Linked DNA regions of Sus scrofa: regions 1, 3, 4, 5, 6 and 7 are each linked to region 2. Evidence: chromatin contacts called from public Hi-C and HiChIP or PLAC-seq data. All regions are on one chromosome and are shown on one strand. Each heading gives the region's core, a stretch centred on a gene start, on an enhancer-like site or on the middle of the called end of the contact. The rest is flanking DNA. Distances are from core to core; before and after follow the strand shown.

The links. A called contact is a pair of places that touch in the nucleus more often than the background predicts. HiChIP or PLAC-seq counts read pairs in DNA pulled down with a chosen protein or histone mark.
Region 1: a contact with region 2 is called in an H3K27ac HiChIP or PLAC-seq map of alveolar macrophages. The contact joins two enhancer-like sites. A contact is called at or near these places in 6 of 47 Hi-C or Micro-C datasets (alveolar macrophages, liver, psoas muscle and 1 more) and 2 of 2 datasets of contacts at active chromatin or transcription factors (alveolar macrophages and skeletal muscle).
Region 3: an H3K27ac HiChIP or PLAC-seq map of alveolar macrophages shows a contact between it and region 2. The contact joins two enhancer-like sites. A contact is called at or near these places in 2 of 2 datasets of contacts at active chromatin or transcription factors (alveolar macrophages and skeletal muscle).
Region 4: an H3K27ac HiChIP or PLAC-seq map of alveolar macrophages shows a contact between it and region 2. The contact joins two enhancer-like sites. A contact is called at or near these places in 1 of 47 Hi-C or Micro-C datasets (embryonic fibroblasts) and 1 of 2 datasets of contacts at active chromatin or transcription factors (alveolar macrophages).
Region 5: a contact with region 2 is called in an H3K27ac HiChIP or PLAC-seq map of alveolar macrophages. The contact joins two enhancer-like sites. A contact is called at or near these places in 2 of 47 Hi-C or Micro-C datasets (embryonic fibroblasts and skeletal muscle) and 2 of 2 datasets of contacts at active chromatin or transcription factors (alveolar macrophages and skeletal muscle).
Region 6: an H3K27ac HiChIP or PLAC-seq map of alveolar macrophages shows a contact between it and region 2. The contact joins two enhancer-like sites. A contact is called at or near these places in 2 of 2 datasets of contacts at active chromatin or transcription factors (alveolar macrophages and skeletal muscle).
Region 7: a contact with region 2 is called in a Hi-C map of liver, with 1.7 times the contacts expected there. The contact joins two enhancer-like sites. A contact is called at or near these places in 4 of 47 Hi-C or Micro-C datasets (embryonic fibroblasts, heart right ventricle, liver and 1 more) and 2 of 2 datasets of contacts at active chromatin or transcription factors (alveolar macrophages and skeletal muscle).

Annotation. Positions count from the first base shown.
Region 1 is chr7:92,231,045-92,234,939 of Sscrofa11.1, reverse strand. The region is part of intron 11 of RAD51B (DNA repair protein RAD51 homolog 2); the gene reads right to left. Among named protein-coding and RNA genes, the nearest start is that of ZFP36L1, 260 kb to the left of the region's middle. Within about 2 kb of position 2,264, at least 25 of the 83 cell types and tissues checked have an H3K27ac peak or open chromatin away from gene starts, as enhancers often do. A contact at or near this core is called in alveolar macrophages and liver, where this site is marked.
Region 2 is chr7:92,514,316-92,517,966 of Sscrofa11.1, reverse strand. It overlaps LOC100513604 (a long non-coding RNA gene), which reads left to right. Exons shown (of 2, transcript XR_002345988.1): 1 at 1-317; 2 at 699-1,463. Among named protein-coding and RNA genes, the nearest start is that of ZFP36L1, 20 kb to the right of the region's middle. Within about 2 kb of position 2,061, at least 42 of the 83 cell types and tissues checked have an H3K27ac peak or open chromatin away from gene starts, as enhancers often do. A contact at or near this core is called in alveolar macrophages and liver, where this site is marked.
Region 3 is chr7:92,194,112-92,197,561 of Sscrofa11.1, reverse strand. The region is part of intron 11 of RAD51B (DNA repair protein RAD51 homolog 2); the gene reads right to left. Among named protein-coding and RNA genes, the nearest start is that of ZFP36L1, 300 kb to the left of the region's middle. Within about 2 kb of position 1,306, at least 31 of the 83 cell types and tissues checked have an H3K27ac peak or open chromatin away from gene starts, as enhancers often do. A contact at or near this core is called in alveolar macrophages, where this site is marked.
Region 4 is chr7:92,175,320-92,178,901 of Sscrofa11.1, reverse strand. The region is part of intron 11 of RAD51B (DNA repair protein RAD51 homolog 2); the gene reads right to left. Among named protein-coding and RNA genes, the nearest start is that of ZFP36L1, 320 kb to the left of the region's middle. Within about 2 kb of position 1,366, at least 11 of the 83 cell types and tissues checked have an H3K27ac peak or open chromatin away from gene starts, as enhancers often do. A contact at or near this core is called in alveolar macrophages, where this site is marked.
Region 5 is chr7:92,103,298-92,106,858 of Sscrofa11.1, reverse strand. All of the region lies in intron 9 of RAD51B (DNA repair protein RAD51 homolog 2), which reads right to left. It overlaps LOC106507734 (a long non-coding RNA gene), which reads left to right. Exons shown (of 3, transcript XR_002346146.1): 2 at 3,104-3,561. Among named protein-coding and RNA genes, the nearest start is that of ZFP36L1, 390 kb to the left of the region's middle. Within about 2 kb of position 1,693, at least 32 of the 83 cell types and tissues checked have an H3K27ac peak or open chromatin away from gene starts, as enhancers often do. A contact at or near this core is called in alveolar macrophages, where this site is marked.
Region 6 is chr7:92,058,364-92,062,103 of Sscrofa11.1, reverse strand. All of the region lies in intron 9 of RAD51B (DNA repair protein RAD51 homolog 2), which reads right to left. Among named protein-coding and RNA genes, the nearest start is that of ZFP36L1, 440 kb to the left of the region's middle. Within about 2 kb of position 2,228, at least 5 of the 83 cell types and tissues checked have an H3K27ac peak or open chromatin away from gene starts, as enhancers often do. A contact at or near this core is called in alveolar macrophages, where this site is marked.
Region 7 is chr7:92,035,240-92,038,884 of Sscrofa11.1, reverse strand. All of the region lies in intron 9 of RAD51B (DNA repair protein RAD51 homolog 2), which reads right to left. Among named protein-coding and RNA genes, the nearest start is that of RAD51B, 440 kb to the right of the region's middle. Within about 2 kb of position 1,629, at least 23 of the 83 cell types and tissues checked have an H3K27ac peak or open chromatin away from gene starts, as enhancers often do. A contact at or near this core is called in alveolar macrophages and liver, where this site is marked.

The DNA of each region.
Region 1 (3,895 bases), core at 1,015-3,514, 280 kb after region 2:
GTTTGAGATCCCTGACTTAAATAACCAAATGCCGGCAGTGAAGATATCTTGATTCTTTGCCTGGTTTTATGACTAACTAGCTACGTGACTTTGGGTAGATCATTATCTTTTCATGAAACAGTTTCTGCATGAATCAAACGGGGACAAAATACCCCCCTGAGCAACTCAGTTGAGGAATAAAACGAGATTGTGAATTGAAAATACCTAAAAAATAACAACTGAATGGAGAAATAAAAAAGGATGTTTAAGAAAATAATAACTGCCACAGACACACATTTCATCAAAGGGAACAATGCAGGAAGGTCTCACTCAAAATATGTCATTATGGAGTTTCTGTTGTGGCTCAGTGGGTTAAGGATCCAATGTTGTCTCTGAGAGGATGTGGGTTTGATCCCTGGCCTCGCTCAGTGGGTTAAGGATCTGGTGTTGCCGCAAGCTGTGGCACAGGTCACAGATTCGGCTCAGATCCAGTGTTGCTGTGGCTGTGGTGTAGCCAGCAGCTGCAGTTCCAATTTGACCCCTAGCCGGGGAACTTCCATATGCTACAGGTGCAGTTGTAAAAAGAATAAATAAATAAACTAATTAATTAATTAAAAAACCTATTTTATCCTAAGACATGGGATAAATCAGTAAGAATTGAAATGACAGGATAGAGGGTCCTCCCTCTTTCCAACAGTTCCTCAGGATGGGTCTCTTATCACAGTGATCTTAAAGGCCATTGTAGAAATAAACCAAACCAAACCAAACCAAAATCACTGTGGATTTCAGTGATTCATGGCTCTTTCCCTAAAATAGAGCAGCCTCCCCCCCCTTTTTTTTGGCCTTTTTGCCTTTTCTAGGGCTATACCCATGGTGTATGGAGGTTCCCAGGTTAGGGGTCTAATCGGAGCTGTAGCCACCGGCCTACACCACAGCCACAGCAACTCGGGATCCAAGCCACGTCTGTGACCACAGCTCACGGCCACGCCAGATCCTTAACCCACTGAGCAAGGCCAGGGATCGAACCCGCAACCCCATGGTTCCTAGTCGGATTCGTTAACCACTGAGCCATGACGGGAACTCCCAGAGCAGCCCCTTTTAATCAACATTAAAGCAGGCTCTCTTTTGAGGGATACATGTTCTGATACTAGTTATTCTAGAAACGCTGGACCTTGGTTGTTAATGAAAGAAAGCCAATGAGAAAGGGGCAAAGGGAAAAGATGCTTTAAAAGAGGAAGGACATAGTAAACATTTCCCTAAGATGCTAAATCCATGACAAGTCAGGACTTTTAAAGACGTGAGGAAAAATAAACCACAGAGGGAGACAAAATTGTACAAAGGGGACTTGGTATACTAGGACATACTGATGTGCTGGTAAATTTCAGAGTGCCTTCCAAAGTATTGTTTGCTATTGATAATCATGCCAAAGCATGCCTGGCCCAATACTGAAAGATATCTTTCTCTTTAGACCAAGCCAGGACTGACTCTGAAAGCAGAGCCTGCGAGGAGATAAGGTTTTACCTCTTCTGAAGCATCCCTGGAGGCGTTGGTTGCCTTGCAACGTCTAGGATCCATCTCCCCTGCCAACCACACCCTATGTTCCTTTTGGGGGGATGATCTCTTCCCCACGGGATGGTCTGTGGATAGAGCTGGTTATCAGCGAGTGTGACCCAAGTTAGGGCCATCAGATGTCTCCTCAGGGGACTACGAGTTTTGAGCAGAGGGACCAAGAGAATGGAAACATGAGGGATGTCATCCCATCCCAATGGAACATCCTGACCAGACTTTTGTGACCTCTGCTGTGGTTCTCAAATTTCCTAGATTCTGGAGCTGGATTGCTTCTTGTCCATTTCTGACTGGTTTTCCAGTCTTCCCTTAAGCCCATGGGCCCCCTACACCCTTCTTTTCAACTCCCTTTGGCTTATGTTAGCCAGAGGTGTTTCTGTTGCTTACAACCAAAGAAGCTTCATGGACACAATGATACCAAAGCACCATAAGCCCTGACCTCCCGTCCAGTTTACCCAGTATTTATGGAGACCTTCCATATACCTTAACCTCAGAGAGTGTGTATCTCGCTAAAGGATATGATGCAGAGCCTTAGCACACAAACACCGGCACTAGCCCAGGTTTCTTCTGTCCTGTCACATGTAGTCGGTTTCTAAACTGCTGGAATGTTCGTTTCGTTTTTCATTTCATAATATGAGCAAGGCATAAAATGGCCAGATGACTCTCAGCACTTCAAAGGGCACTCCCAGAATGAGTATGTAGCTGGAGTCAGTATGACAGTGAGTCAGCCTGGTGAGCCTGCTGTAAGATCAATGTGTCAATATCACATGCTTAGAAACTAGGTTCCAATGCAACTGCCGGCCCTTGAATAAAGCGAGTGGAAAAGGCCCAGGGTTTGCCAGGTGGAACTAAAAATAACAAAGGAGGGAGATAAGCGGGGGAAGGTGGGGGGTGTGTGTGAAGATATGGAGGAAGGAAATGAAAAGAACTAGGAACTGACAGCAAAAAGGGCTTGGGTCATCATGAGAGGTGAATAAGACGATATGACATCAGGGGCAGCAAATCCCTAGACTAGCTTTTGAAATCGGTAGCAAGATTTATTGCTTAACGTTTAACCTCGTGGCTCTTACGTCACTTATCATCACCTGGGCTCTTATCTTGATAATGTTCTCTATGTCCGCCAAGCACAGGTAGGTGGGGGTAGTTTAGAGGTTGACAATACAGGGGCTCTAGGGCCAAACTACAGCTGGAGTGTGTTCCAACGTCTGCTTTGCCCCTTGCCAGCCCTATGTCCTTAGTGAGGCAAGTTGTTGAACACCTCTGTGCCCCAGTGTCCTGCTCTATTTAAGGGGGTGATATTAATAATACATATAAAGCACTTAGCACACCCTGGCACATTAGTGCTCCACAAATATTAGCGACCGTTATTCATTCCACAAATATGTATTGAGTGGCTATGATGTTCTGGTCCTTGGGATACGTCAGTGGACAATATAGATAATGATGCCTGCCCTCGTGAAGCTTACAGGCTAGTGTGGGTGGGAGCGAGGGCAGAGACAATCAAATAATGTTGGTGCTATTATTAATATCTGACCCAATGATTATCTGGCTCAATATCCACCTACCCCACCAAACTTTCTGGAACTCCTTTAAGTCCTTATTTCTCCTTTAAACATTCTGTTCATCTTGGTGCCTTTCACTGAAACCTATTTGGCCCTGAGGATGTGGTTTTTCTGATGGCACTCAAAAGTGGGTTAGGCTTTCTCTCTCACTGGCCACATATGCCAGAGCCTGAAGCTAGAGAAGCTAGTTTCCTTGATTCACTGCCACCTCCGCTCCCTTTCTCCTCCTCATCCTGTAAAAGCCACAGTGAATCCTCAGACTATAGGACTCTTCTCCCATCCACAACCTCCCCATCCCTCCTTTAGCGAACTCTGGAGCTCCTAACTCTCCCTTTTCCCTTTCACTCCTGTATCTGTCATCGTTCTTCACGACTGCAATAATCTTGGTCTCTGAGTTCCTTGGCTTTCTCACTTTCAGTGATCTGTTCCTCCACCTTCCTGAGCCACTTTAAAATGACCATAGCCTCGACCTTGTCATCACAACCTTTCAAGTCTAGATTTTATTTGTCATGGGATCCAACCACCAGTTTTTTCTTTCCAGTTAACTTTTTCTAGTATTTCTCCTCCATCAAATAAGATCACTTGCTCGTTTTTTTTTTTTTGTTGTTGTTGTTGTTTTTGTTTTTGTTCTGTTTTGTTTTTAGTTTTGTTTTGTTTCCCTTTGTTTTGTTCTATTTATCACCTTCTCTCATACCCTTGCTTTTCTCTTTACCCATCATCAATTTTATGGTCCATTATCCTAAACTCTGCCCAACACACGTCCTCTACTTGTCTGCCCCTCTCTCTTC
Region 2 (3,651 bases), core at 812-3,311:
AGGGGCGGGCCGACCCCACCCCGGCCCGCCGTGCTGTTCGGCGGACTGGCCACTGGAGGGCAGTGCGACCACGTCCATCGCGCCCCTGCTCGGGCCGCAGGCGGGAGCAGCCCTCGGAGCAGCCGGGGAAGGCGGCTGCGGTGGCTTCAGCCAGGAGAGAAGACATCGAAAGGGATCGCGGCCCAGGCTGCGGCCTCAGCTCACCGGCCTCAGACGTTCTCAAAGGCCAAAGGGGCCCCGCCGGCGTGCACCTGCGGCCCGGGTATCGCCGAGGGGTATCGCCGGGTATCGCCAAGACCCGGCCAGCCGCCTGCAAGGTTCGGAGTTTGGTTCGCTAGGAGCCCGGAGGCCCCGGAGGAGTGCCAGCCGCGCAGGGGAGGAGAGGCTGTCAGGCCGCAGAGGGCAGAGCGCCAGGAGGGCGGCGAGACCTTGACCGCCTCCCCAGAGGCAAAGGGCAGCCTCCCGCGTGACCCCCTCCGAAGTGCAAAACAAGTCGCCATCTTGGCGGCGCCTTAACCCCCTCGTGGCCGCGGGCCCTGCCGGGCTAGGGAGCAGGGTGGGGTTGGAAGCTGCGATGCCAAGGGGCTGGGGATGATTTCCAAGAACTTCAAGAAAACCCTGAAGCCTGGCACCTCCCCGGGAGCTTTTGTAAGGGAATTGGCTTTATTCCAGTCCGCTCCTTTCTTCTTGCCTCATAGGCCAGGAGCAGAAAGCCGCGGGCAGCAGACGTAGCTGCTAGTGGTCATCAGGTGTTTGGGGCAAGCTGAGCGCCTGGATCCCAGACAAGCGTGTATCCAAGTGTCCTATGGTGTTGCTCACAGCATGCAGTGCAGCTTCTTCACAGGCTGCCAGTCTCCAAGCCGGGTCAAGGACAAGCAGGCTGGAGCAGAATCCAAGTAGTCACCCCTTTCAGGCCCTCTCCACGTGAGGACTTTGCCATTCAAGGAGCCAGAGGACTTGCTGGGCCCGCTGCCCCTGTGGTCTTATACCTGATCTGGTTCATACATTGATCTTGGCTCTCTGTGATTGGGTACTTCTCAGCTTCCAGAATATTCTTGCTTCTAAATATCAGCCCTTCAAGGTCCAGCTTAAATATCAGCTCCACCAGGAAGCCTTCCTCCATACTCCCCTCTTTGTTTTCAGCAGCGCCTGTCTTTTCCGTCCCTGCCCACCTGTAGTGCCAGTTGGCCTCTGCTGTGGAACTCTCCTCTTTTCTTCTCTGCACCCTCCCCCCACTGAATTGTGGGCACCTGGAGGGTGGGGACAGTGTGACGGTGGTCTTTGCATCCCCCATGGTGCCTTGCACAAGTGGGTCATTCCAGAAAGGGTGGTTGCAAGAGAATCATGAAATTATTGAATGGGTTTTGGTGTTGTAAACAACTTCCCAAACATTTTGAACCTTGAGCAAAGAAACATGTAATGGTGTTTTCTTAAGCCCTGTCATGGAATCCTTTTGTGTGTTTAATTGCTTTGTTATTTTTAATGGAAACGTCTGGGTGCCATAGGAACAAAAACCATGGGTCCAAGCTCTACCAAGGGGACGAACCACAGGGCTCCACACTGTGTGGCCTTGGGGTCGGAGCCTGTGACATGGGATGGCAGGCAGCAGGCCAGTCCCCAAGGAGCAGCCAGCCAAGGAAGGCCTGTGCCTCTGGCTGGGTTTGAGGTCATGATTTCAGGCTGAGATCTCAGGATGAGGTAGAAAAGAAGGTGCCTGGAGAGTCTTGGAGAAGGCCAAAGCTCAAGGAAGACTCTTTTTTTTCTTTTCCTTTTAAAAGAAAAAGCCAGCGTGCCCCATGAAGGACTCCAGAAAACCCCTTTCATGCCTCACTCACAGATGATTTGCTGAAGGCTCATTAAGGGGAAAACAAAGAGGTGGTTTTGTTTATTTATTTAAGAGGAAAAATAAATGAGCTGTGACAAAACAATTTGAAATCAGGCCCCTCTGAGACCTGGGCTTTCACTTCCTTGATGGGAAGTAAAACAGAGAATCGAATCCCCCTCCAAATAAAAGTGAAGTTAATAATCAGACAGCTCGAGCCCTGGCCACATCCTGTGGCAGCTCCCTCCCTCCCTCGGCTCACTGTTTATAGCTGCAGAGCCGCCCTCGGGAGCCCAAAGTGGCTTAACTCTTTCCTCCCCATCCCTCTGCATCCCAGGGAAGCCCAGCGCTGCTCTGAGGCTGGCAGGCTCCTCACACCCTCTGGTGCAGGCCTGGCCTCTGCAAGCTGGCCTTCCCCAGGCCTGCCCAGGGACAGGGGGCTGGAGAGGGGGTGTGCTGTCCCTACAGGACGGCCAGCCTGCCTCTCAGCCTCTGGCTGAAGAGTTTTAACAAGCCCAGCTTAGATCTGAGTGGTGTCTTCTGCTTGTCCTGCACAAAACCCACAGTGGGCTCAGGAGGGCTGGACTGGGTACCTCCTTCCTGCTCCACCTCTCCAGGGACACCCTAGTGAAACCCACTCCAGACACAGGGCCTCTGCTCCAGGCAGCCTCCACAGCCCGATGGGCTCTGTGAACTGCATTCTGATGGAAAGAAGCCCAGACCTTTGGGGCTTTGGGCTGTGCTGTGAGCAGCGCTCTGCCTGGTTCTAAGCTGCGGTCTACGAACATTTGAACATGTGAAGGCCTTTTCTTCAAATGCTTTCCCACACTGTAACTCACTGCTCTTGGAAGCAGTTGTTACCCTCATTTTACAGAACAGGAAATGGGGGCACAGAGGGTTAAGTACCTGCCCGGTGTCACAGAGCTGGTAAATAGCTGAGCTGGGATTTGAACCCAAGCATTGTGGCTCCAAAGCCACGGCTCCTAGCCCAGCACTCAAGGTCTCCCCACAGAGACTGCTTTCTCCCCTGGAGCTGGGGGTGGGGGGCTTTCTGCAAGCTTGGAATAATCCCACACTTGGATTTCAAAGGTCCCCAAGCCTAAGGACTTTTGAGAACCTTAGAACTTTGTCTTGGGCTCCCCCACCCCGCTTTCTGTTTCTTGCTTGGGATGAAGGCACAGAAAACATGCCCAGGGGTTCAGTGGGTGGTGGAATGAGCAGATGTGCAGCAGGCGAGGACGAGACAAACCTTTCATCTGCTTGGGAGGAGGTTCTAGAGCAAGAACCCAAAGAAAGTAGACCTGGACTCCTCTCCAGTCCCTGCCAGCCCTGTAGCCTGTGGGTCCCTCACCTGAAGTCACACTGGCTTCCGGCTGAAGCTTGTCTTGCAGGAAGCTACTCACAGTTGCCTGTGGGCAAGTGGCAAAAACTTATGAGCTGGCTCAGTGGGCAGTCTGCCTCTCTGGGGTCTCTCCCTCTGCATGCCCTGGCTACTTAGCTTTGTTTTTGGAAGCATGTCTGTTGCCAAGTCCCCTTTGGTGGGTGCCTCTGACCCTGGAGGGTGTATTGTGCTGCCCCCTGGTGTCTGGAGGCCATCATGCCTGCTCTACTGCTTAGTGCTCCAGAAGCTCCCTTTGCTCAGGGCCTGCTGGGCACCCTGAATGGCTTGCCCCCACCTTTGGGAGTGAACTAATCCACGGAAGGCCTGCTTTCTTAGGATGTAGGTTGCCATTCAGAGCCACGGCCCAGAGTGGCAGTGTGCTATTCTTCATTTTCGAATTCAGTCTTCAACTAGAGAGAAAGCTCTGGGGCTCTATCCCAAGTGGCCT
Region 3 (3,450 bases), core at 57-2,556, 320 kb after region 2:
ACAGCGCATCTGCGCTGGGTTTTCCCACAGGCCCCTGCAGAGGCAGCCCCGTTGTCTGCAGAAAGCCCTGGGGGGGCCCGTCGGGGGAGCGGGGCTGCAGCTGTGGGCCCCCGCCCTTCTGCAGCAGGCTTTGATCAGGTTTTGTGGGGGCTGCGTGCAGCCTGACCTCCCATCTCCAGCGTCTCTCAGGTGGAAAGTTCTGTTCAGCCTGTCTGTGGCTTCAAAGGCTCTCCCTCCTTCGGGCTGGGACGAGACTGATAATGGTTCTCATTTTGTTGTCGTCTGATCTCCCAGCAGCCCCCGTCTCTCCATTGACAGGCTTCTGCTTGTTTGCCTGGGCTGCTGTGGCCGGGCTCAAACCACCTTTCTGGTTGAGGAAGCACATTGACATCCTCTTCCATGGAGGCGCCTTTGATGGCTCAGACATGGCCTCCAGCCCAGACAAAGGTGACCAGGCCACGACAGCTGGGCACCTGGCAAATCAGACTCTGGGCACTGGGCAGGGCAGGCGTCTGAGAGGCCAAGGACTCTCTGAGCCTGTGCATCGGAGAGGAGGAACCCTCAGCGCCTCCCTGCCTGCCTCTGCGGTTGGAGCTGCAGGAAGGCCATGCTTTCTGCTCCAGTTCCCGGCAGGAATCCGGCTGGGGGGCCTGAAGGCACACACCGCCCCATGAACCTGGGCAGAGCATAGGAAAAAGGCCACGGACCCGAAGTTGAGCTGTTCACAGAGAACTTGAGCTATTCACTGTCTTGAGCCCTAGGCACCAAGCCAGCCAAAGTCGGGAAGTTCCTTTTGTGGCCTATTCTTTCCAAGTGTTGTGCCCTTACCGCCTCAGTTCTCAGCCTGGGGGGTAAACAACAGCTAAGGCAGCCACTCCAGAGTCCACTTCCGGCTCCCACCCCACACTGCTTCCAACCTTGTGCTCCGGCCTGAGTGAAAGGACCAGGGCTGGCGACCACGACGGGTGTCAGCATGTTTCAGATGGAGCCCTGCCTCACCAGAGGGCCATGCGCCTGGCCACGCGGTTGGGGTTAGGCTGCACATGGCCCTTCGGTTTCCTCATATTTAACATGAGGGTGGCCAAGGGCAACAGGAGCGGTCAGGAGAGCATCCTTCTTCCCCAGCCTGATAGCACAGTGCTCTTCCTTCCTTTTGATCGTACTCAAAACAACTCCTGCACTAGAACAATGAGCCCGGGAGGGCCAGAGGGAATTTATTATGCGGCTGTCCTGGGGCTCGGCCTTGCCTGCCTTTATCTCACACAGAGGTCTGCGTGGGAGGAAGTCTGGCAGGCCCCGGGGTCATCTCTGCCCCAGCTCTCCCTCCAATACAGAGCACTGGAAGGATGAGGAAGCAGCGGCCACGTTAGCCAGGCCTGGCCTAAGCCACAGCCAGCGGGGGGGGATCAGCCCAGATCTCCTAAAACTCTGATGGGGACTCTGTGAAAGGCAGGGGGACTCCCGGCATGGAGAGCCCGCCCAAGTCTAGCCAGCCTGCTTAGGACAGGCCTTTCTGGAGCCCTTCTCTTGGTCTGTTTCCTCTCTTCTTGGTCCTGGCTGTGGTTGGGGGGAGGGAGCTCTGTGGATGTGTCCTCTGTGTGTGGACTGTCCAGGATTCTCACTCGGCGGAAGCCACTTGGTTAGGAGTTTTGCCTACCCCTCCAACTTGGGGAGAGAGGAGAAAGGCTTGGGGCCTTGGGGCCTTGGGGCCGAGATGGGTCTCAGTTGTGACTAGATTTCCCCAGAAGTTGGATGTTTTGCTGTCCCTCTGCTGTGAGCAGGGTCTAACCTGGTCCTCTCAGCAACTTTAATCTCAGTTAATCTGTCATCCAACTTTAGTGGCAGTGCTGCTAATATACAAAAATCCACTTTTGCCATCCAGCCAGGCGCTGTGGGATGCTGTGGGACTCTGGGTCCACCATCTTTGTGAGGCTTGAACCTTCTGTAATTCTGTGGATTGAGTAAAGATAGACCTGGGCTCATTGGCTGAATGACCTTGAACAGGCTACAGGACCTCTCGGAACCTCAGCCTCCTCATCTGTGGAATGGGGATGTGAGTACTAACCTTGTAGGATTATTCTGAGGATCAAGGGAGATAATGTCCATAAACACATCTAGTATGTATTAAACCTTCTAGAAGTAGTGAGGTCATTACTAGTCCCACCGTTTAAAACAGGGGGGAGGAGTTTCCGTCGTGGCGCAGTGGTTAACAAGTCCGACTAGGACCCAGGAGGTTGCGGGTTCCATCCCTGGCCTTGCTCAGTGGGTTAAGGATCCGGCATTGCCGTGAGCTGTGGTGTAGGTCACAGACGCAGCTCGGATCCTGTGTTGCTGTGGCTGTGGCTGTGGCGTAGGCCAGCATCTACAGCTCTGATAAGACCCCTAGCCTGAGAACCTTCATGTGCCACGGGTGCAGCCATAGAAAGGACAAAATAAAATAAAATAAAATAAAATAAAATAAAATAAAATAAAATAGGCGGGAGTGTCTGATCTGACCCCAGACTCTGAGTAGCCGCCTTGAGTGAGCCGTGAGCCCTGCTCTCAGCCAGGAGGATCAAGCATGTGAGGGACACTGGAGGAAAGAGACCCACAGCGCAAAGTTAAGGAAGTTCACCTGGGACACCAGCAGCAGATCCAGGAATGAACTTGGTTTTCGAGACCACCAGATCCTCCCACCCTCCAGTCCCCCCACCTCTCTCTGTGCAACAAGTCTGTATCTGTCTCCTGGGGCTGCTACAACAAATTATCATAAGCTGAGGGGCTTAAGCAACAGAAATTTATTCTTTTGGAAGCCAGAAGTCCAAAGTCAAGGTATCAGCAGGGCCATGCTTCCCCCAGAAGGCTCTAGGGAAGGATGTCTCCCTGCCTCTGCCAGCTTCTGGGGGCTCCAGATGTTCTTGGGCTTGCGGCAGCATCACTCCGGTCTCTGCCTCTGGGGCCACACGGCCTTCTCTTCTTGTATCTCTCCTCTGTGCGTTTCTTCTAAGGACACCTGTCCTTGGATTTAGAGCCCCTCTGGGGGAATCCGAGATGAACTCATCTCAAGATCTGCAACTCAATTTCATGTGCAAAGACCCTTTTTACAAAGGAGGTCACACCCACAGATTCCAGGGATTAGGGCGTGCGTGTATCTTTTTTTCTGGGGAGTCGCCGTTTAGCCCACCACACCCACCCACCCTGCAAAATGCCCTGTTGGTTTATGACTCAAAAGGTAAGAATTCTCGCCTGTGGCTGGGGAGGAGGAACCCTCCTCTCCAGGCTGACATCACTGGTGCTCCACTTGGCCCCCCAAAGGGAGTGGGGTCTATTTTCAAAAGCTAATCTGGCTGTTCATTCTTTACTCGCTAGCAGGGGGTGAGGACAAGTTCCTCCTGTCCTGTGAAAAGCTGAGACCCCCTTACATCCAGGGGCAGGGCTCAATGCAGAGCGGTGTCCTGGGGCCTCCTGCTC
Region 4 (3,582 bases), core at 117-2,616, 340 kb after region 2:
ACACAGCCCCCTTTTCTCTCCTCTCCTACAACAGCAAGTGTGGGAGTGCACATTGATACTGAAATGAAGTCTGAAACATCACACAGAGGACAGCCTCCCCGGAGGGTCTCTCACACATGCACAGACCTGGCTTTAAGTCACTGAGCTTTCAAGGACTTGTTTGTTTAAGCAGCAAAACCAAGTCTGTCCTGACTTAATGTCCACACTTTATTGGTCTTCTCTCCTCCCAGTTCTATTAGGAATTCTGGAGCACTCAGACTGCATCTGAACCCCACCTTCACTAAAATTCAGAGAAGGCAATGTGCTTTCTCTCACACTTAGTGTATTCGTCTAAGAAGCATTGGATGGATCGCTTCCTTCCATTTGAGCAAAAGAGGCTGCTGTTGAAATCTGCAGTGGAATAAAGGAAGTCCTTTACAGCCATAGGACAAAAGTGATGATGACAATATTAAAACCAAAGTTTGGGGGAAAAGGACATTCCCCAGTGGGTCTAAGATGATTTTTAGATCAAAATCTAATATTTTGCACTTCCACTTGCCTTCAATCACTTCTCCTCCATTACCTACTCCTCATTGCCCATCCCCAGAATTCTCACTTGGCGGTGGCCCTGGTTTTGCTGGATAAGCTTCTACAATCCCATCTCTGATTAGTAACTTGCTTATAACATACAACTAAAAGACAATGGGCGTGGAGTTGGGTACTTCTAGGTTAATTCAGAAGTGTTCACCTGTGGACTGATACGGAACACACACTTTTGAATCTTTACCAGGACTGCAGCACATCAACAGATGCACTTAGGGAGACAAAAGTTGGACTTTGCCATGATATGTACGCACATCCCAAGAAATCACTGCATAGCAGCGTCCAAGTTCAATAAAAGTAATTAACAATTTAAGATGCCTCACTAGAATTCCATGGGTGGTACCAGTTTGGCAGAGTTTCAACGCATGAATGCCACATGTGTCTTCTCTGCGAACATTCCCTGGGGCACTTTCCTGTGCAGGTATCTTCATTTTTAATAGCGGTGAAAAGAGAAGGCGGTGATGGACCCTCTACAGCCACTTCTCTCACTGGAAGATCAAACCACCTGTATTACTCTGGTGACTCTTTTGTGTGGAAAATACTGAGTTCCTATGATGTATAGTATTGTGCTGAGTACTTTAGCGAGGATGATGAAGAGAGGCTGTAATCTATATGAGCAGAAATACTACAGGGGTGAGGGGGAGAGAGGAAGGAGCAAGACTGTCTGGGTTTAAGGTCACATTCCATCACTATCTAGCAAGAGACTGAACTTTTCTGGCCTCGTTCGTCATCTGTGAAAGAGGAAGTCCCACTTGTGAGACTGAGAGGATGAGATGAGCCAAAGCACATACAGTGTGTGTGTGAGACACTGTGACACAGAGTATCGGCACAATGCTGAGGTCCCATCCTGGCAGCCTGGTTTGTGGTGAAAGGCCTGGTGACCTTGGAGCAGGAGGGCACAGGGATTGAGGTGTCTGTCAATCACTAGCTGTAGCACACTGTCTTACAGTTCCTGGGGGCGGGGGGAAAGAGCCTCAAGACAGGAGCCATTTAATCTTTGACATTCGAGATCAGGATCTGTTTTCCTCATATGGTTCTCAGACACTCCTGAGCGCCCTGTTTTAATGTGTGAACTGCTTAGCGTTTCTTTCTTGGTGGACAGCTAAAGTGGAGAGACTGAATTAGCAGTTACAGAGAACAAGATATCTGTCTCAACTTCCCAAATAGTCCCTGGCTATTGGAAATTAGCCAACTCATCTTCAAGAATTCATGGGAAATGTACATTTAATCAGCTGCAAAAATTCAGCTTGGTTTTCACAAATGTTCCATTGAAGACCACAAGCTCTCAAAAGGCACCTCAGTCAGAGGGAGACAAATGACCACAGTCTGGAAACTCTGTAGCCCCCACCTCTTCCAGGTCCATCAAAATCGTTCTCACCCTCCAATGCCCAGCTCTCCAGGAACACCTTCCCTGATTGACTCCAGCTGGATAAAATGTTCCCCCTTTGGTCCTTGTAGCCTGTGGCTTGGGTGGACATCTATATTTTATTCTGCTTTATATTATAGTTAGGAGAACGTAAGTCTTTTCCATTCCCTGTAATACACTGCCCATCACTTTTCTTTTCCTTTTTTTAGCTTTGCCTCGGCATTTGGTATATGTTCAACAAATTTTGAGTTGTTATAGGACTTTGTCATTCTTCACTGCCTGATACCTACTTTGTGTACAGTGCTCTTTTGGGCACTGACAGGAAAATAAGCTAGGATAAGTCTAGCCTCCAAGGCATTTAAAAACTTCTGAAGGGGGAGCAGGTACAGTGTGATTTACAGAGGACATCTTGAAGGTCACCAACAATTTGGGTCAAAGAGGTCCCAATGCCCAAGGCTGGGAAGATTCCATGCCTGGCTTTGAAGGGGCAGATTCCCCAGGCCTTGCACTGAACCCAGCCTCGAAGCTTCAGCTGGAAACCTATGGCAGTAGGAGGGGTTGGCTGGGTGTTCTGCTGGAAACAGATGAAATTATCCCATGGGTCACCAATTGATTTATTTGCTAATTGACTGGCCCAGCCTCGGGCTTTAAATCCAAAGAAATCATTTCATCCTTTATTAAATACTGCATGAATCTCACTCTTTGTTCTGCAGGGCCCTACACAATATACCAGTGAAACTTGAATTTACACCACAATAGGTGTACCGCTAATGACCTTCCAAATGCCACTAATACCATACATGTTCCGCTTCTCAGTTGGATCCGAACCTGTCAGTGAATTCTGAGCCCGTCGACCTCCCTCTGACACGAGAGCAGACCCACGCCCATGCCCGCCCCCAGCGCCCCCATCTTTCCATGATTTCATTTCTGAATCAGTTATTCTTTGGAGACCCCAATTCCTTTACACCTACTCTTTTTATTTGGTGGACAATACTTTATTCGGAAATGTTCCCTCCTGTAATTACAAATCCTGTTAGTCATCCTCCTCCTCTCCCCAGGGGGATTGTGGGCTTTAATTAATTAATGTGGTTAAACTGCTTTGAGGTGCCTAGTTGAAAGGTGCTATATAAGTGCAAATTATTATTATTATGGCTGTTGCCATCCCATGGAGGCAAAGCCTTCAGCCCCATGCATCTAGAGACCTGAACAAAGGCCTCTTCATCTTTACCTTCCCTGCTAGGCCTGAGACGGGCAGACTCAATGGTAAGGGAGGGAGGGGCAAATCTGTAACCATCTCAACAGCAATCAACTAATTAATCCCCATTATGTTGGCTTCCGTTTCCTTCTTCCAAGCAGCTTGGTCCTGTTTCATTTCACAAATCACGCCTCCACCAGCTCTAGACAAAGGTCATAGGGTCCCTATGGCCTCTGTTGGTCTAAAGGGAAAGAAAGAGAGAGAATGAGAGAGAGAAGGGGAGAGAAAGAATGGTTGAAAAAATGTTGCTGTCATGACATGCACGAACTTCTCACGAGCAGTCTAAATAAAACTCCTGACAGCTGTTCTCTGACACACATACCTGTCTATTAGCCAGGGAGCCAATGGCCTCGCAAACCAGAGACACCCAGAAACCTAG
Region 5 (3,561 bases), core at 444-2,943, 410 kb after region 2:
CCAAATCCAAGTGGGGCTTTGCTGGACACCACGGACAGAGGGGCCTCTGGTGCCTAGGGTGTGCTCACATGTGTCCATGTGTATACACGTGCATCTGTGTGTGTGTGTGTGTTTGTGTGTGTATGTGTGAGAGAGAGGGAGAGGCAGAGGCAGGATGGGATGCTCTCGGGCCCATTGCTGAAGGTTACTGGAGGCTTACAAGTCATCATAGAGCGATGCTAGTCCAGGCACCACTGGTCCCCCTGGGAGCGGAAAGCCTGACAGTCAGTCCCCACAGACGGATGGACGGAGGCCTGGAGAAGGGACTAAGAAGAAGGGTTTGCGGAAGATGGGATGACAAAGAAGCCCATACACTTCCGGGGACAAAGCTGTATCCGCATAATTTCCTTAATATAACTTTGATCAGGAAAATCACTGTTCCAAATGACCTCTTGAACTCTCCCTACATCCTTGAGAGGAGGATGCTAAAATTCAGCCCTACCCCTGCCCAATGAGGAGGGAGCCCCAATCTTCTTGGCTCACTGTCCAGTTGGCCTACGGAGAGTTGCACAAGCTCCAAACATTCCTCTGGTTTGGATTTGCCTCGCTCTTCTTCCTTGGCCCAGAAAATGAGAGAGAACTGAACTCAGGACTGAGGGTCTGAAACAGCGAGGCATGAGTTTGCAGAAACTCTCCAGAATCATCATTTGGAAACATTCCCGCATGTCGGGCCCCCATAAACATCTCTCAGCTCACTCTCGGTGGGAGTAAAGACGTTACAAGGTGGCTCTAAATATATTTAGGGACCTGGTACGTTCACCTTTACCTGGGCTAGGTCTCCGTCTTCCCAGGAAGGAGGCTTTCACTACGGCCGTCCAGTCCCACGCTGCGTACTATGCCTACATCTGAGTGCCTGAGAAAATTCCCATGGGGCGGTGTAGTAAAAAAAGATCAACCACATGAAGATCCTGCCTTTTGATTTCCTTGCTTCATCCAAATTGCTCCCCAGGCGCTTTTAGATTTCGAGGCTCCCCTAATCACCCTTCTAACCAGCAGCCCCGCCACGGCATAGAAATTAATTTGTATAGCTCCTAAGTGAAATTATCCCTGGGGAGAGAAGATGCCCAAGGCTTTAACAATTACAACAGAACACAGCCTCGGAGTGAGAAGAGGAGACAAGTACACGCTGACATCCCGACTGAAACTCCAGGCTGAATCCGACAGAGAAGAATGTAATTCCCTTTCCTGGTTGGAGGGGACACCAAAGAAACCGGAGAAGTGGAATACCTATTAGGTCCCCACTAATCCTCCTCCTAAATTCAAAGCAGGGTTCCTCCCTGGAATTCATTTCTGAGTATTCTTAGTCGCCACTATTGTTCAACAGCTCAGTTGATAAGTGCTTGCAGCGCATAAGGCTTTCTACTGAGCTCACCCCTCCTCGTTCCCAGCCGCTCAAAGCACTTTACAAATATCACCTCATTATTCGTTATAACACTCCAGCGAGCCTGATCGGTGGAAAGGTTCATTATCTTCTCCTTACCAATAGGGGAAAGAGACAAAGGAAGAAGTGACTCGTTTAAGCCAACAAAGCAAGGCAGAACTGGAACTAAAACTCAGCCGTCCTCCTGACGTGCTGTGTGCACGTGAACTCCGCTCGCCTGCAAAGAGGTTCCGCTGACAGGGCAGGGTTTCCTAGCCACGGACGGTGTTGTAATCAGCAGGTCCACAGAACTGGGGCACTGGCTGGAGGGGAAGGGATGGCAGTCGAGATGGAGGAGCCCCATGTGAGGGGCCTTAAAGGGTTTGGACAAGTCACTTTGACTCCATGGAAGAAGGGTTTCCATTAGAGGATCTTAAGGGTTCCTTCCAGCTCTTAGACAATTAGTGAAGCCTGGAGTTCCTGTCATGGCTCAGTGGTTAACGAATCTGACTAAGAACCATGAAGTTGCGGGTTCGATCCCTGGCATTCCTTGGTGGGTTAAGGATCCGGTGTTACCGTGAGCCGTGGTGTAGGTGGCAGACTCGGCTTGGATCCCGTGTTGCTGTGGCTCTGGCATAGGCTTGGCAGCTACACCTCCGATTAGACCCCTCGCCTGGGAACCTCCATATGCTGAGGTGCAGCCCTAGAAAACGCAAAAAGAAAAAAAAAATTTAGTGAAGCCCTAGCTTCAGAAGAGGGGTTCTATTTTTTTCACCAGCCCTTTGTGACAATCTGAGATTCATTTTGCTTGTAAGCCTGAGATGGCATCCCTGTCTCTTTATAAGCATCTCTGTGTCATCCACAGTCCACCCCAAGGATAGTAGGGGACAAATCAGCTAGTAGGGACAGGTAGTCCTGGGGCACCAAGGCCAGGGACTGAAGAGGTGAAGGGAGGCTGGGAACAGAAAGAAGACTGGAAGAGTCAGAAAAAGAATTGGCAAATAACATTTTGAGCTGTGCCTGGGCCCTACCCATGGACACTCCTTACATTCCAAGGAACCTATGACAGGTCCTTCAAAGTTTAAGTAGGCTGTAAAGAAACAGAGTTTGCTTTGGTTTTTCTAAATACAGGCTTCACCTGTCAACCCTAAAATCCATGTGAGCAAGGCCCCAAGGTACCCTGGAGGGGTGGTTTTCCATTTAAACGGAATTTCATTTTAATTGAAATAACATTGATGTGCCTTCAAGTTAATTAAAACAGGATTTTACAGGTGGCTTCATAGTTTATAATTTGTGTTGCTTGAGCCAGATATGCCTAAGCCTTTAGAAAACCTGCAGTGTTTTATCTCTCTGATCTTTTACATTTTCTTTTCCTGAATGATGCTTTGATACTCATTGTTTGCCCCAAAGAGCGTTTGAGAGGGAGGACATTTAGTAGAATCAACACTTGTTTGCAGAAGCAGCCCCCACAACCAGAATAATGACCTTGGAAATAGTCTTGGGTGATGGGCTGATTACAATGACTGGATATAAAGGACTGACTGTGTAGCCGCCAGAAAGAAACACATTTTTGTAATATCTCAGTTGTTTCTATTGGCCTGGCCTTCCTTGCATTCACCATGGGAACTGAATCAACAAGTTTGTTTGCTTTTATTTCAGTGATTACAATGCATTCTTTTTTTTTTTTTTTTCCTTCACATACAGGGAAAAAGGAGTAAAGAACAAATGAAAGTCAAATGCTTGATGATCCAAAAGAAATGGGTATAATTTTATTTATCTTCAAGTTCAGCTGTAAAAGCGACTAGTTGCAAACTTTATTCCCTCTGCTCTCTCTGAGGACCTCAGCCTGACCTTGTGGAACCTTCTTTCTGGGAAATTAAAGAATTTCCAGGATTAGCTCAAGTTCTGAGGCTGCCAACTGTGACAATCTACAAAACTCTCTTAGGTAATGATTCAGACCCCTCTTCTGCTCCAGGCCAAGATGGTCCCTGATGAGTTGGAAATATTCTAATTTCCTGGACCTAGACCACAAGGCGAAGTGACCCTGGAAGAATTTCAGAAGGGCAAGTTCAACACGTCTGCATACTAAAGACTCAACAACTGATATACATGTAACAACAGAAATGTAATTGAACTTGAAAAGCAAGAATTAAGGGGTCATC
Region 6 (3,740 bases), core at 979-3,478, 460 kb after region 2:
TTTTTTTTTTTTTTTTTTTGCCAAGGATGTGAAAGTGCCTGGCATGCAATTGTGTAATGTATGGGTGTGCATCTGTTCTTTCTGCCTACTCAACACCCCTTCTCCCATTTCTGGTAACAGAAACCTTTCTTCCTTTAGAGAACTGTCCAGCCCAACTTCAGGGCTCTTGCTTTTCTGCCACAGGAGTAGGCAAGTGATCTAGTGGGCCAATTGGATTTTTTGGGGGGGGGGTACTGACATAAAAGCAGAACGAAAAATGACCTCATGCCTTTTGAGGTCCTAAGTGGTAAGTTCCAAGGGAGCCCCTTTATCATCATGTGGCAAAACCTGCTGAGCATAAAACCTCCAGAAGAAAGGCAGAACAGAGAGATCAAAATATCAGTAGAAACAATAACATCATTAGATCCACCCCCTTAGATTTCCCAATTACGTTACCAATAGATTCCACTGGATCTGCTTTTTACAACCAAGAGCCCCAGATAACACAGTATTTATCATAAGCTTACAAATTACTCGGAAACACTCTTGCAGATTATTTTTATTGTAGCTTCGGCCAAAGACGTTAAAGCTGAGACTTCTGCAAAGCTTTACAGAAAGACCCTAACTACTTTCATGCAGTGAGATATGTTCCAGGAATTGCCAGTTCGTCTAGAAATGACGCAATGTCATCTAATGATGAGGCTACTCTGATAAGTAACAATTATCAACTATCACTTTCAGTTTTTATTTTTCCTATTATATCATACTTACAGCTCAACCTTCACTAATACAAGTTTCTATGATTTATTTGATCCACTGTGAATTTTTTTTCACATTACAATTTCCTGAAATACAGTCACCTTGGTTCTTGTTAGCCTTTAAAGAGACCAAATTCATTTTCAGTTCTAATTCAGTCATTCATATTGTGGTCTATCTTAACATTCTATCTGCTGAGTTCATCTCAGTGATATCCACAAGATTAAGTGACAATGATATGTGGGAACTGTCACTCTGCACCTTCCCTGAAGGTGGAAATATTAGCAAAATTAGAATTTTTTCATTGCAGGAATGGCTGCCCCTCTGTTTACTCAGCAATAAAACAAAGCCGGTGAGCCCTCCTTCTTTATTCTTACTCTATAAAAATGAAGTGGGGTGAGTGAGAGCAGGTGGAGATCCTAAACACCAAAGGTAGGAGAGTTATCCCCCACTTCCATTTATTTCCCCATCCAAATTCTGTTTTCTTAGACAGCCAGATATCATGGGCATCTCTGGCTATCCCATATAGATAAGATGGTGGTAAGATGATAAAAAGGGGAAAGAATGAAGGCTTATGTACTCTCCTTGGTAACTCACTCCAATGTTTCAACACTACCTGGAAGCTTTTTCTAATAAATATTTCTAAGTAAATACTATTGGTAAAACACTACTGAATACTATTCCTTTGCCAGGCACTATGTTCTATTCTTCCTAAAAGCATTTCCTTTTTTTTTTTTTTTTTTAACTCTTATGTAGACAAAGAAAAAGCTGGAGTCTTTTCTGTAAAAGATTATTATAAGGTCATATCTCAGCATTGTCTATGATAAACTACCCCAAGGCCTTGAAACATTCTTTATTTTGATGATTAAAATTATATATATTATACAAAATGACTATGCCATTCAATTGCTATCTTACTCTACTACTTTTCAACTATTACTACGTGGGAGAAGCGGATTTCCCAAGGGTCTAATTTTCTCAACATTTAAACTGATGCATATTTATAAGAGGGAGAACCAGGAACAGAGGACATTATACTCTGTGTTTGCCTTAGTGGCATCTGCAATGTTAAATCACCCCGACCTGTGGAAGTCGCTGCATCTCAGCTTCCTTACATGTGAAAAGATTGACAATCAAGCTGAAATCAAAAATAAAGCTTATCTGCTACTGACCCTGGGGGAGGATGGAGAGTGAAAATAAGGCAAGTGCAGAGAAACACTTTGAGATATCTGAGCAGCCTTCAGTCTGAAGTCACACAGGGCTGGACCCTTGGCAGCCATGTTTGAACCATGTGATCAGACTGGCAAAGGGCAGACATCACCCGTGCTAAGCCCATCCGCTCTCCCAGGAATTTATATTGAGAGATGCCGGCCAGCGGAACTGGTCAGCTGAACTGAGGACAGGTAAACTTAAGTACTGAGGAGGCTACCATGTGTGGACGTGGGCTTACTTAGCAGTGCAAGAGGCCAGCTGAGAAAGAGACAAAGGAGGAAGTATATCTAGAAAGAGAAGCAGAGGTCTGTGTCCACAAGTTTCAGAAGGGGGCTAGGCAAACAGGGAGGCACCTGGGGAGCAGGGACTTGCAGGCTGGCTCCTTGTCAGTGCTCTAGTTCCAGGCTCGGCTCTCTTTAGAAGCCCAGACAGATCTCATGCCCTTGGGCTCCGTAAGGTTCTCCTGCTTTCTTGTGGTGAATTTCTCTCTTTTTTGTTACGACAGTTTGGGTGGCTTTCAATTATTTTTAAACAAAGATTTCTAACCTTATTTGCCAATAAGGCCATGGTTCTCAATTCCGGTTGAGCATCAGAATGTCCTAAAGAGTTTTTGAAAACCCAAATACCCCTGCTCTGTTCCCAGCAGTTCTGGGATAGAACCCAGGCGGGTGAAATCTTTAAAAACTAAACCTGAGAACTACGGTTCATGGAGTGGCAACCAGTACGTAGCAGAAAGCTGGGCATCAAAAGAAAATGGACGTTCCAGATCAAGAGAACAATGGCAAAAAGGGAAGGAATAATAACCATAGGATGGAAGCATGGACACCACTTCTGCAAAGCTGCGTGCTGAAAGTGACTCATCGTGGCATGTGCTTCCACACTGAACAACCTGCGGTCAGCTTCAGCCCTCTCTCATGAAAGGGGTTCAGAGTATCTCGGGTAACTTCACATAACAAGAAACTATCCTCTGTAGCTTTAAATCTAAATCATTTTGGTATCTAGAAGCATTGAATCTTAAAAAACAACAACAACAAAAAAACGCATTATTTAGCTAGACAATTATAGGTTGTGATGGGCTAGGCAAGGCACAAATGAAAATAAGATGTGGGTGTGTGCAAAAGAGGCAATTAACTGGGAATTTGGTATCGAAATTCTCCCCTGCATTGGAAGAAATTGAGTCCAAAAGTGATTGTGTGCATCTGACAGTAAGATTAACACCCAAATTGTGGAATAAATTAGTAAGTAAAACTACAAATGAAATCACTCTCATAACTTTGACAAAGGAATTGAGCTCAAGTTTAGAGAGTAGAAGGTCTTTTTTGAGATAGATGAGAAAGATTACCGTAAGATGTGTAAAACTTTTTTTCAACCACTATTAAATCTTTTATAATATTATATATACAAACACATCTTTTGGAGTTCCCATCGTGGCTCAAACCCGACTAATACCCATGAGGATGAGGGTTCAATCCCTAGCCTTGCTCAGTGGGTTAAGGATCTGGTGTTGCCATGAGCTGTGGTGTAGGTCTCAGACTCGGCTTGGATCCTGAGTTGCTGTGGCTGTGGCGTAGGCCGGGCCCCGAGCTGGGAACCTCCATATGCCAAGGGTGCGGCCCTAAAAAGACAAAAAAAATTTTAAAAAATTAAGAAATAACTGGGTCCCCATGCTGTGCAGTGGCGGGGGGGGGGGAAGTGTGTTGGGGGAAATAACAATAAAAAATAATTTTTAAAAATGTATCTTTTAAGAAATACATCATTTGGTTAAGAGGCACTGGTAACAGGTATAGTTGGCT
Region 7 (3,645 bases), core at 380-2,879, 480 kb after region 2:
GCCTGATGCACCCTGGCCCAGGCTATACACTGTTCAGAACCCCTCCTTGGGGAGGTGAAATGCAGGCCCTGACAAAACTGAAAAGATCTGGGCAGCACCTTGCCAACACTGGTCATACAAATGTCTGCCTTCTCTCTTGTCATCCGTCTAAGTTGAATTTCACACTTTGGTTCTTTCCATTTTACCAATGAAGAATATACCACCAGTATCCAAACTGTCTCAATGAGACATGAAGAAAATGAATGAGAGATTACATAAACTCTATGGGTGAACGCCTAAAGAAAATGCCAGATTAGTCCAAGATGTTATTTATTATAAGGCCCCCCCAAGAGAAATGCTGCTGTTCCCTTTCAGAAAATGAACATTCACTTTTCGTCAAACTCTGAGATACAGTGACTTGTTTTAGTAGGATCAAAAAAAAAAAAAAAAAAAATCCATGTTTACTCAGCACGAGTAAAGCTCAAGTTTTACGTGGGGTCTAAAGAGCTACCAATGCTGGCAGGCCTAATTGTGTAAACATGAAAATGGTCTTTTTTTCCCTTTCTTTCTTTTTTTAAAAAAACAAAACAAAACAAAAGGAGCCATACATGCAGAGACAGTTGTGCTGGGCCAACGTGGGGTCTCCTGCAAAGATCAGATCATCCAAGAAGCCCGCTTTGATCTGACCAAAGACCGGTATTTAATCTCCTATGTGGGAGAAACTATAGTTCTTAGATTAATTACCCAGCCACAGATCTGCTGCCAAGCTGCTCCAAGCCTCTCTTCCTAATGTGAAATAAAGCGGCATTTACTTCAAACCATGTGGTAGAGCCAGCCTGTGCCAGAGAATATGCATTCCTTTTCCACTCATTTACAGAGACATAAAAGTTCAGGGCATCACTCATTCACGTGCATTTAGAGCGACGATCGGTCTCTATACCATTATTTCTTCTCAATTTGCTAGAGAGAGGACCAGGGGCTGACAGGGAGTGATTCTTGGAAAGAAACCCTGAAAATGAGAGGGAGTTAAGTTTCCATGGGAAGAGTTATCTTCTTGGTTGAAATGTACCACCTGAAAAGAGACAAAGACTGAAACTCTTGCAGGCGGAACCCCCGCAGAGTGCCATTAGCTGGCGTCCTGCAGAAAACCAGTTGGGTTCTGGCAACTGGATGACAGTGGCAGTAGGTGGGGAGAGGAAGTCATATTTAGAACCTATGGTTCCAGTGACATGGCTCCCATGCTCTGCAGGCAAGTGACCTCTATGGCCTGTCATGGGGACCAGAGGATCAAAACTTGGACTCGCTGGGCGATCCTGAATGAAGTTCTGACCCTTCCTGTAGGTCTATTGCCTCAACTAGGAAAACATAAATACACAGACCCACCCGCTTTGGTGCGAAATGAGGTTGCATCACCTTTTTGGCGCCATAATCAGGACGTGTCTTGTTAGTATTACACTACTGCTCTGTAGAATCAAGTGTGTGGAGGCTTCAGGCTTCCAATATATGAATGAACGCCAGTAAGCAAATGATCCACAGCCAAAGGTGAAATCAGATTCTCTGAAAAGAGGCGAGTATTTTAGGGCTGCCTTTCAAGAAGCTGCAGCCACACCCAATGACCAGGGTCTAAACGGAAGTGACTCAACACTGTTGGGCTGCATTTCTTTGGCTGGGCAGTACCTTGTCAACCATCTCCAAATGAGGCCTGCACAGGGTGAGGGATCTGAATGAGTGCACAGGGGTCAGAGGTCAGAGGGCTGGGGGGGCAGGGACAGAGAGCACACAATGGAGGAGGAGTAAACCAGGCAGTGGAACTGTCCTTTCATCAAATGCTGATTTTTCTCTGGGCAGAATGATTATGGGGATCTTATTGTCAGCACTCTTAGCCTGATCTTTCCAGACACTTCTCTGAAGAGTGAAGGACCCTGACCAAACCCTCCCCAGATCAGCAGTTGGGGAGGTGGAAGGAGGAATTTTAATTTTTTTTTTTTTTGTCTTTTGTCTTTTGTCTTTTTAGGGCCGTGCACATAGCATATGGAAGTTCCCTGGTTAGCGGTTGAATTAGAGCTGTAGCTGCCAACCTATACCACAGCCACAGCAATGCTGAATCCTTAACCCAGTGAGCAAGGCCAGGGATCGAACCTGCATCCTGATGGTGGCTAGTCAGATTCGTTTCCACTGAGCCACGACAAGAATGCTCAGGAAGGAGGAATTTTAAAAGCTGGTGATGTACGTAGAATTCTTAGTAGGGAGCTAGATTTCACTCCGCTGGCATGGAGCTCTCGCTAGAACCTAATCTCTGGCTGCCGGGCCTGGAGAAGCTACAGCCATTAGAGGCCACAGGGGGCTTCAGGCTTCTGGCTCCCTGATTTCAAAAGAGCCAAGGGAAAAAGGAGAAAACCAGTCACTAGGCATCCTGGTCAATGCCAGCTACTGTCACACCGTTCCGTACGCTTTCTATCCACGAAACCATTTCCCTCACTCCAGACCTATCCCCACCTCCACCCCCCAATCTCACTGACTGTCACTCAGCCTCCCATGGTTCTAGGGAAAGGGCAGGCCAAAAGCTAAGGATGCCTTTGTTTTCATCTCCGAGATAGGATGGCATGGGGTCCTGAGTGCCAAGGTACCAAGATAAGAGGGGTGCTCAAAATGCCCAGATGGCTGGAGAATGAAAACCCAGAGGACAAGAGCCAAGTTTGCACAGCAGACAAGGGCCGCTGTGGCCGGGGCTGGAAGTGGAGTCCTTGTCATCCACAGGCAGCAGCGGAACTAAAGGGAAGCCATCCCCCGACTCAGCTGTGGGAGTTGGGCAGCTTCCCAGCTGGAAGGGGCTCCCAAACACATCCCTGCGAGCTCCCAAGGAAAGACAGAGCTGCCTTAAAAACAACAAACAAAAAGGGCCGCTAATCAAGAGGAACTTTAGACTGAAGAACGAGATTCAGTCATCCTTCCAGAAAGACGCATGTCTGGGCCAGGGCCCAAGAGCATGACATTCAGCTGCTGTCCTCCTCTCTGGGGGCCCAAGTTCGGAGGCACTGAAAGGAGAAGAGATTCACAAAGGAGGCAGATGGAAAGCCCCCACATGCAGTGCAGTTTGCATACAGATATTAGACTTCACCAGGTAGAGGCAATCACAATTGTAATTGGCTGCTTGGAACTGAAAGAGTGGTTTTGAATAAGAAATCAGCAACGACCGCAAAACTCAGATCGTTCCCTTTCCTCCAAACTTTGAACGTTGTAGCCATTTGGGGGTTGATGCCCAGTGCTGGAAATCCTGGAACCACCCCAGTTTCTGACTCTTTGAGACACCCCCAGTAAGGGCTACTTCCGTGCTTGGTAAAACAAAGGTATGGCGCACAAATAGCCCAAAGGGCCACCCAAAGGGCCAAGCTTAAAACTTATAACCAGGTTATCTCGTTAACAATGGCTGCTCTCTTCATTTCCTCCCTAATACTTTCAATCCTATTCACAGTGCTTTTAGCAATATTCTATCTTCCATGAATTCTTCGGATAGAAAGGCTAGGACATCACCAGGGGACTCCAACAAAACAAGACACTGGAAGAGTGAACCCAGAACAGTAAAAGCTTGATAACGATGCTGGCAAAATCCATAGACTGTAAGGAAATGCTAAGAAGACATTCTGGTTGAACTGGGCTTTGAAAACT